Linked DNA regions of Pan troglodytes: region 2 is linked to region 1. Evidence: chromatin contacts called from public capture Hi-C data. All regions are on one chromosome and are shown on one strand. The core of a region is the stretch at or near the end of the contact, and the rest is flanking DNA. Distances in the headings are between cores, read along the strand shown.

The links. Capture Hi-C pulls out chosen DNA fragments and counts their contacts.
Region 2: a contact with region 1 is called in a capture Hi-C map of stem cell-derived neural stem cells, with 4 times the contacts expected there. The contact joins two enhancer-like sites. A contact is called at or near these places in 5 of 7 Hi-C or Micro-C datasets (blood, induced pluripotent stem cells, lymphocytes and 1 more) and 1 of 1 other capture datasets (stem cell-derived neural stem cells).

The regions. Positions count from the first base shown.
Region 1 is chr10:130,866,534-130,871,522 of NHGRI_mPanTro3-v2.0_pri, forward strand. No RefSeq gene overlaps it. Among named protein-coding and RNA genes, the nearest start is that of ZNF664, 73 kb to the left of the region's middle. Within about 2 kb of position 2,553, at least 7 of the 24 cell types and tissues checked have an H3K27ac peak or open chromatin away from gene starts, as enhancers often do. A contact at or near this core is called in stem cell-derived neural stem cells, where this site is marked.
Region 2 is chr10:131,151,608-131,156,596 of NHGRI_mPanTro3-v2.0_pri, forward strand. It overlaps NCOR2 (nuclear receptor corepressor 2), which reads right to left. Exons shown (of 48, transcript XM_024348140.3): 46 at 2,797-2,883; 47 at 1,441-1,620; 48 at 1-832. The coding sequence ends at 651. Among named protein-coding and RNA genes, the nearest start is that of RFLNA, 38 kb to the left of the region's middle. Within about 2 kb of position 2,169, at least 6 of the 24 cell types and tissues checked have an H3K27ac peak or open chromatin away from gene starts, as enhancers often do. A contact at or near this core is called in stem cell-derived neural stem cells, where this site is marked.

The sequences.
Region 1 (4,989 bases), core at 1,303-3,802:
GTTGCCCTGTCACAAGCATTTCTCCTGGCCTAGAGACTGGCAGGGGTTCCTGCATCCCTAAGCAGGGACCCCTGCACCAGGCGAAGGACGAACCCCCTTCCAGCAACGCGGGATGAGCCAGGGCCTCTCCCCTGCCCTGCTTGTCCTTCCTCTGCCCAGTGCCCTGCGTGGCTGCTCAGGAGAGTGACGTGTGGAAGCCACTCGGGGTGAGCAGAGGGTCTCTTAGTGATGCTGTTTGTTTCCTGGGACGTGGGTCAGGGAGCCCCTACCCTGGTTGAGAACCACTGAGGTAGGCCAGGATTTTGGATTCCATCCCCAAATTAGAGGAACAGAGTGCATGCATGCCTTAGGCACTAGGGGTGCTTCCACTGGGCCCGTTTGCACAAGTCTGGCCTCTCCCTGTCTTTTGCTGCCACCTGTTTATCACTGGTCAAGAGAGGCCACCAAGGCCGGGCACAGTGGCTCATGCCTGTAATCTCAGCACTTTGGGAGGCCAAGGTGGGCAGATCACCTGAGGTCAGGAGTTCGAGACCAGCCTGGGCAACATGGCAAAACCCTGTCTCTACTAAAAATACAAAAAATAGCTGGGTGTGGCAGCAGGAACCTGTAATCCCAGGTACTTGGGACGCTGAGGCAGGAGAATCACTTGAACTCGGGAGGCGGAGCTTGCAGTGAGCCGAGATTGCGCCACTGCACTCCAGCCTGGGCAACAGAGTGAGACTCCATCTCAAAAAAAAAAAAAAAGGAAAAAGAGAGGCCACCAAATGCACGATGGAGCTGCTAGGGATGACAGCACCGCACCAGAAGCAGTGGCCCCAGACTTCCCAAGGAGAAGACAAAGGAACAGCTCTCCTGTGTTCCTTCACATTTTTATTGTAGGTACCTCAGCTCCTTAATGAAACTTAAATATTAGGAGAAGAGCAAAATTAACTCAACAAATATTTAAAGCCAGGCCCTGCTGTGAGAAGAGAAATGAACTTTTCTTTGGAAACAAAAATCTCTGCTGTCGCGGGGTCTGTCCTCTGGCAATGATGAGCTTGGTGCTGGATATAACATCATAAAATTATCGTGACCGCTGCTCTGGGGGAAGCTGCTGTCAAATGATTCAGCTCTCCTCCCAAGCTTTAGATCTCTGTATTTCCTTTCGGTCTCCTCTCCTTAGCTTCACACCCTATAGTCTCAGAGAGCAGGGGACACAGCACCTCAGAAAGCCACGTGGGTGCACTCTGGATCATGATGGCGTTAGCACCGTTAAGATACTGTGAGACTTGGGCAACCCCTGAGGTGTCCAAGCGCTGGCTTCTGTTCATAATCCCTGGGACTCAATGGTTGTGTCTGGGCTTCAGTTTGAAGCCCAGACCCTATGCAGCTCTTCCTGTGTCCTCCTGAAGAGGGTTGCGCTTTGGGGATTTTCAACTTGCAGACAAAGGAAATGATTGCAGCTCAATATTGCACACGCTGTGGCAAAGTATCCATTTCTCCCCTTTCAGCATCCAAAAGGTCTTGCCTCCTGGTGGCTGCTTTGCTGTAGGGTTGAGGGAAGGACAAGAAGAGCTGCGTGTTGTGACAGTTGCTATGCGTCTTTGGGAGTTTCTGTGGTAAAAGCTGGAGTTATGTGGTTTAGATGCTGGATCTAAGACTTTAACCAGGGGATGAAAAGGCTAGGTGAGTGCCCTGAATTGCGGGATCGCTTTCTGACCCTGCAGCCCATGAGGCCCAAGGAATAATCAGCTGCTGCTGGACAGAGGGGAGCCAGCACCTCTTCAGGCAAGCGGGGAGTGGTCCATGAAGCTGCATGTGGCCGGGCGCCATGGCTCACTCCTGTAATCTCAGCACTTTGGGAGGCCAAGGTGGGCAGATCACTTGAGGTCAGGAGTTCCAAACCAGCCTGGCCAATATGGTGAAACCCCGTCTTTACTAAAAATACAAAAATTAGCCGGCTGTGATGGCACACACCTGTAATCTCAGCTACTCGAGAGACTGAGGCAGGAAAATCACTTGAACCCGGGAGGTGGAGGTTGCAGTGAACCGAGATCGCGCCACTGCACTCCAGCCTGGGTGACAGAGGGAGACTCCGTCTCAAAAAAAAAAAAAAAAGAAGAAACAGCTGCATGCACAGGCATGTTCCTTCCCAGAACAGAGTCTGCAGAGTCGGGTGACAGCAGTGCAGTCGGGGGCGAGCAGAGGGAGAACATGAGAGCGCCTGTTTATGTGTTTCGTGCCACATCATTGTGAAATTTTAATTTTTGGATCTATTTTTAGGGCATGTAACATATAATACAGCAGCCCATGCGACACACACACACACACACACACACTCACACACACACACACACTCACACACACACACACAGGCATGCAGCAACTATAGAGGTGTATTGCTCGGATCTCCTTTTAAGAAGGAGCTTGCTCAGGCAGGAAGTGCGGTTATCTGGCAGCCTCCAGTCATTCAATGTGCCTCAGGCTCCCCCTCGGCTTCTGAGCAGGGGCAGCCCGGCCCGACACCAAGCACAGCAGGTGTCCTTGGGCCTGGCCATTTCTGCTCAATGGGGGATTCCTCCAGTGGGCAGTCTTTGCTCTGGAGCCTGGGTGGGGCCGGCGGTGGCTGCCAGATCTGCATGGTGTTGGAGGCTCGTCTGCCCACTCCTGTGCCTCTCTCTTGTATCTTTTACAGGAGTCACCTGCAATTAACCTCAGCCTCCTAACTGCATCTCAGTGTCTGCTTCCTGCAGGACTCGACTATCACTGTGCTCATTTTTTTTTTTCCTGGTAGGGATGCATGATTAAAAATATTTGAAGATCCTGTTGCAGAGGGTACCGTGGGATGCTTTGAGAGGGAAGGGAGGCTGCTGAGGAGAATTCCTGGCTCCTGCGGCCTCACTGATCTTCTATCATGTACCCGTGTAGTGAGAGAGGGACGCATTCACTCCTGCTTTCTAGGTGGAAAAACTGGGAGCCCACAGATTCTGCTAACTTGGCGTGTTATAGGCTGGGAGGCAGTGAGTGTGCCTTGGGATTCAGGCTTGAAGAGTTTATTGAACCCAAGACTAGGCTCATCTGTTTCCAAAATGGAAATGATGATGATGATATTTTGTAGACCAGGATCCTAAAAGGAGGTCAGCAGGCAGAGGAAAAGGCCTCTCTTTGTTTTTTCATTTCCCACTGGCAATAGCTCTTTGCATGAGTGACTGGGGTGGCGTGGGGGGTGGCAGTGCCACTGCACAAACCCAGTCTGTTCTGTTTGCAAACGCGTCAGGGGCTGAGCAGGGAAGGATGCTATTTCACAAAGCTTTCCTGTGGGGCAGAGAGAAAAGCTGCCTGGAGAGAAGCTCTTTGAAATAAGTGTCCTCCCCAGCCCAGCCCCTGAATTTCTTTTCCTTTACATAAAATCTCTGCTCTTCAGTCTTCTTTAAAGAAGTTCATATGAGGCCAGTTAAAGTGTCAATAGGGCCAGGCTTCTCTTCTCTCTAGCACTTCCCCAGGCCTGGCAATACAGACCCTTTATGCAATTTCAAAACCTTCTGTGCTTTCAGAGCCCTTGACCTCATCCGTCTCATCTCTGACAGTGACAAACCTCCTCCTCTGAAGAGCCAGATGTCAGTGGAGCACCACTCCATGACCCTGGGACTCCGCTCTGTGTGGGTCTTCCCAGAAAACCATGTGAGCACTAATCCCTGATATCAGGCTGAGGCCCAAACACACTCCCCCGTCCAAGTTACCTTCCCAGCAACCATCCTCCTGTCTCCTGTCTTCCTTGATGATACAGAGGCCAGATTTTGTTTGGGTGTCTGCATGTCCAGCCCTAGGATGAATCATGATTAAATCAGCAAAGCCATTCTGTTCCCTTTGATAGTGATTGGTCTTTGGGGTGGGCCTGTGATTCAGGTTTCACCTGTGAGACATGAGGACAAGTCTCATGAGAGCTTCTGGGAAAGATTTTCCTTCAGGACAGAAGGGGAGAAGAGCTCAATTTCTGTGAATTCAGCTACCACTCAAGTTCTAATGAATTCCCAAACTAGGTCAAGTCATATGAAATTGCTAATATTTGACTGTTTTTGACCTACAAAAATATGACAGTTTCATATAGTCCACCCTACTACATCTCTTTCCCAGGAGAAATAGAATAAAGAGAAAAAAGCAATTAAAGAGAATGCAAGAACGGTGAGCGTCAAACGTAAGGACCAATAGTGACCTAAGAAATCAACAAATGGAACCAAAAAGGTATTCAGAGCTGGAAGAAATTTCCCTGGAAATGAAGGAATTGCTGAATTTCAGCTTAAGAGAGCATACTATGTTGCTGGAAATATTTAGAAAGTTTGATGGACACTAAAACTACTTGGTTTTAGTCAATGAGCTTTAGGTCAGTTAATAAGCTTTAGGATAAAGAAAGAATTTTTCATGTATTTGATCAGAAAAGGTAAGTAATATTTAGGAAGTATAAATAAGACTTTAGACGTTCCACATCAATATTCAGAGCAAGAAAACAGTGAGGCCATATCCATAAAATTCTGAGGAAAAGAATGTGCAACCAAGGCTTTTATACCCAGCCAAGTTGTCATATAAGCATCATGATGTGACTTAAGTCAAGGGTCTCCAGCCCCTGGGTCATGGACCGGTACCTGTCTTTGGCCTGTTAGGAACCAAGCTGCACAGCAGGAGGTGAGCAGTGAGTGAAGCTTTATCTGTATTTACAGCTGCTCCCCATCACTCACATTACCACCTGAGCTCCACCACCTGGCAGATCAGCAGCAGCATCAGATTCCCATAGGAATGCACACCCTATTGTGAACTGCACATGCGAGGGATATACGTTACATGCTCCTTATGAGAATCTAATGCCTGATGATCTGTCACTATCTCCCATCACATCACCCCGAGATGGGACTGTCTAGTTGCAGGAAAACAAACTCAGGGCTCCCACTGATTCTACATTATGGTGAGTTGTATAATTATTCCATTGTATATTATAATGTAATAATAATAGAAAAA
Region 2 (4,989 bases), core at 919-3,418, 280 kb after region 1:
ACATCTGCCTTTCCTTCCCACCGCTGCGGCAACGATGTGTGAAAAAAACAGTCCAGTCCTCGGAGCATCTGTTCCCCCCAGGCCGCACCTGGCCCTTTTGTCCGCCCACCTGGCCTGACTTGGTTTCCAGCAATCTCGTTGGCTGGGGCAGTCTGTGGGGACCGGAACGAGCGCACTGGGGGCTGGACAGGGCCTGCATCCATCTGTCCAGAGCGCTAAGCGGGATGGGAGGCGGAGGGAGGGCGCGGGGGCTGCGAGCTCAGTTTAGACTTTGGTTCCAAATGCATTCGGGGGAGGCAGTGGCGTGGAGGTGCGTGGTCATCCTGCTTTGGGTCCCTGGCCGCCCCGGCCGCCTGCGTGTGGCTGCCACACGCCTGCCGTGCCCCCTCCCCGGCCCCTTCCCCTCCCTTCCCGAGCACCAGGTAAACATCCCCTGAGTAAGGTCTGCACAGGGCCAGCCCGGGGCGGGAGTCTTAGTTAAGGCTTTAGACAGGCAAGGATGCCGGCTCTGGACGGACAGATGGATGGAGGCGCAGGCGGACTCAGGGGCTCCTTCCTTGGTTGGGGGAGTCGGCAGCCGCCCCGCTCCTGCCGGGCCGTTCCTGTGGCTCGCTGGGACCTGACACCGCCCCCCCCTCCCCCGTTCTGAGTCACTCGCTGTCGGAGAGTGTCTCGTACTGCGAGCAGAGCAGTGGCTTGGGCTCCTCGTCCCAGGCGTGGTGGGGGCCAGCGAGGGGCCCGCTGCCCGCGGGGAGGCCCGGTGGGGGTGGGGAAGCCATGACACCCGCCTGCAGCCGCATGATCAGGGGGTTGTAGGGGAATGGCGTGGAACCTGCGGGAAGAAGCGAAAGATGCCCGGGAGGCCTCTGTGAGCCCGGCAGCCCCTGCTGGCCGCCTGCCCACCACACCGGGAACAGAGGCCTCAGCGTTTCTGTCCAACAGTCCTCCCAGACCTTTCTAATTGCAAACAGGTCTCAGAACCGTCTGCCTCTCTTCACCTGTTCTACTTCCGTCCCTGTTCACACCCTGCTGCTGTCTTTTGCCTGGACTATAGCAGTAGCCTATTCACCGTCCCTCTGGTCTATTCTCCCAGGGGCCTTCTGACCCTATGTTAGATGAGCATTTCCCTTCCGAAAGCCCTCCACGCCTCCTCACTACCCATCAAAGGAAGTCCAGGCTCCCCTGGATGGCCCACCAGGCCCATGTGATCTGGCCGGCCCCAACCACACCCTTTTCCTCTGCCTGTGCCCCTGGCAGAAGCATCCTGATGGTTCGTGAGCCAGGCTCAGCTGCCCAGGCCCCTGGACAGCGTTTCCACAGAACAGGCCCGAGTCTGAGCTCTGCACGCAGCAGGCGCTCAGCATTCAGTGCCCCGGCAGCATTCACAGCCCAGTGTCGGGGGGCTCGGCGAGCCCAGCCCTGTCCCCACCTGGTGCCCACCTGCGGACGAGGGCCTGTCCTCCCACACGCGGTTGGTGAGCGGCGTCCGGCGGTTGCAGTCTCCCTCCGAGTGCACTGAGGAGACAGAGGGTGGCCGGTCCCCAGACGCCAGGCCCGGGGCCGGGGACTTGGCTTTTCGGCTGCTGGGTCTGCCAGAGACCTTGGCCTTCCCGCCGCCACCTGCAGGGGGACAAGATGGGAAGGGGCTGCGTTGGGCAGTGAAGACAGCACTGACGCTGCGGTGGGGCCACAGGGGCAGGGTGAGGTCCTGCCATGGGCCCTCCAAAGAGGGAGGGAGAGCAGCGACGTGAACCCCTCCTCCCTGCTGCCCGCCCCAGCTGGGAAGCCAGGGTTGACCAGATGGCCAGCCATGAGCCTGGAGGGTGGAGATAGTTTCTGCTGGGCGGGGGGAGGTGGCTAAACTGTCTGCTGTTTGCAATAGCCCCCTGGGCTGTCCTGCAGCAACCCCAGCCCCAGGGGCTGGAACCCTAAGCATGAAGCTGGGCTTCCAGTTTGAGCGTGGCCCCAGAACCATGCTAAGGCTAGGCAGGATCCAGGCCCCGTGCAGAGAAGTCAGGACCCCTGAGGCCAGGCCTGACCCCCACAGAGGCTCCAGAAGCTTCTTGGGGCCTCAGTGTCCAGGTTGGACAACTGCAACTCTCTCCTCAGCTCCCTGCCCCGATACAGAGGGTATTGATGGGGAACCAGGCTGACCCCTAAGGCTCCCTGACTCCCAGGGCTGAGACAGACCCTGGGCTCCTCCCCACCAGGCTAAGGGGCAGCTGAGGACACATAGTGGGTCTGGCAGATGCTGAGCACAGGCCTGGCTGCCATTCCCCTGTCCACACAGTGTGGGTGGGGCTTCACTCCAGCCTGCTCTCCCTCAAGGAGACAGATGGGCCAAGAAGCCGGGTCTCCGCAGGGAGGAAGGCGGGAGGACTGGGGGGCGGACAGCAGTGTGAGTGTCCGAGGGAGGCGGCAGCGCTTTGGGCCTAGTGGGCAGGAGGGCCGGGGCTGGGGGGCAGAGGGTACAGACACTTGGGGGGTGTCAGCCCAGCTTCAGATTAGCAAACTCCAGAACGAGGTCAAACACGCACAAAAATAAAGTCACAAGCTCCAAAGCTCGAGGAGGGGGTTGTCAGAGGAGCGCGGAGGAGCGAGGATTAATCACACCGGGGGTGGGGACAGACGGGGGCGGGGCGGGGGTGGCCTGCAGACCTGGCGAGGTGAGTGTGTGGTCACTCCGTCCGTCAGCAGCGGTTATGGGCATAGCAGCGGGCAGGCTGGCACTGGCATTCAGAGGGTTAAAAGCATTGGCGCTGAGTGGCGGGGACTCTTCCCACTGGTCATATTTACCCATGAGTGCCTTTCTAATTATGGCCTCCAGCCCCATGTTGGTGCTGGCATGTTCCTGCACCGCCTGGCTTCTATAGGTCATAAGGCCTGGGAGAGAGAGACAGACAGACAGACAGACACATGGGGGCCGGGGAGGGGGAGCCAGAGGGGCGACGGAGAGAGAGAAGGGGGAGAGAGAGAAGGGAGAGAGAGAGGGAAGGAGGAGGAGGAGGAGGAGAGAGAAATACACAGTGAGCACATTTCGGCAAAGCAACATATTTATTTCCCTATCCCTCCCCACCCTTTTTTTCCTGCTGGGTGGTGTTAAAAGGGGAGAGGCTGGTTCCTTCTACCTGGGGCCCCGGAAGCTCTTGGGCACTGCCAGGGAGGTGGGGTAGGGGAGGTCAGATGCCCCCACCAGCCCCTATTCTCATTCCTATTCTGTCCTCTGGGAAATCACAAGCCCCGTCTGCACCTCCAATCCTAGCTGGGGCTGTTTTGTTTTTTTTTTAATCTCAAGTGGCCTTAATGGAGAGGGTGGGAGATGGGAGGGCTACCCTGTTTGGGGAACAGGCTGCTAGAAAATTGGCTCAAGCCAGAGCTGGGGGCTGGCGGGGGGCTGGGGAAGGGACTGAGAGAGAGAAGGTGACCAGATGGTCCTCCCGCTGCCCCACCTCCACCTGTGTGACCTGGGACGTGCAGCCCCCTACCTCCCCACCAAGCTGGGCCTGCTCTCCTCCCTCTGCCTCTCCCCACCCAGGAGCCATGAGGAGAAAGAGGTGCAGAGACGGACGCTGAGGGCGGGGTCATAGCCATGCAGTTACGGTGCGTGCAGGGGACAGGGCAGAAGTAGACACAATCACGGGACCAGCCCTGGTCCGGCCCCAGCTGGCCCAGCTGCCCAGTCCCAAGGACAAAGTGGTCGAATCAACAAACCGGTCCCAAGAGGATGCTTCCAGAACACCTCCTGACAATCGGGGAAACCTCCTTTTCTGTTAACCACAATTCCTTTCCCTTTTTTCTTTCTTGTGAACCACATGGAGGTGGGGGACCTTTGCACACCCCCTATAGGTGCTGTCTTTTCAGAATTTTTGTTAAACCAGCCTTTGCTTTCAAAAGCCCCCAGTGAATCCCCATTCCACCGTGCCCACACGGGGCAAGTGTTTCATGGATTTTTAAACTTCTGCTCTGAATGAATCATACGAATACAAAGTGGTCAAATCGTCTTTCTGACCACTCGCTCCTTTGTAAACTAAACCGAGGCTTCCATGAGGTTGCGGGTGACGCAGATGCTTTGAAAATCACGTTTCTGTAGCAACTGCTGGCTGCCTGCGTTTTCTTTTCCCTTTTGGTTTCAAATACGTTTGTAGCCAGGGATGCTCACACCTTTTCTGCTGTCTTGGCCACATTTCTGCAGCACTTTTGAAAAAACAGCCATGTGCATGAAGAAAAAGCAACATTTCCAACAAGGGTGAGTGCTGAAATCACAGCAGCGCAACTGGGCCTTCTACCCAAGGCCACGAGTCCGTGACCTGATGGAGCTGGCTCCAGGCTTAACGATCTCCATTTATAAAGGTGAAGTCTGACACAGGTTGAGTGGCAAAGACTGGAGCCTGGAAAATTTCTTCTTGTGGACTAAAACTGCATAAAAAGAAAAAATCAGGCTGGGCGTGACTGCTCACGCCTGTAAACCCAGCACTTTGGGAGGCCCAATGTGGGTGGATCATCTGACGTCAGGAGTTCGAGATCAGCCTGGCCAACATGATGAAACCCCGTCTCTACTAAAAATACAAAAATTAGCCAGGTGTAGTGGCAGGTGTCTGTAATCCCGCTACTTGGGAGGCTGAGGTGGAAGAACTGCTGAAACCCGGGAGGCAGAGGCTGCAGTGAGCCAAGATTGCACCACTGCACTCCAGCCTGGGTGACAGAGCAAGACTCTGTCAAACAAACAGACAAACAAACAAACACAAAAAACAAAAATCAGTCGAGGTGGGAGGATCCTCAGCTTGAGGACAGGAGTTCAAGACTAGCCTGGGTAACATATTGAGAGCCTGTCTCTACAAAAAAGATAAAAAATTAGTCGGGTGCAGTGGCGCATGCCTGTAGTCCCAGCTGCTCAGGAGGCTGAGAGGTAGGAGGATCATCTAAGCCTGGGAGGCGGAGGCTGCAGTGAGCTGTGATTGCACCACTGCACTCTGGCCTAGGTGACAGAAA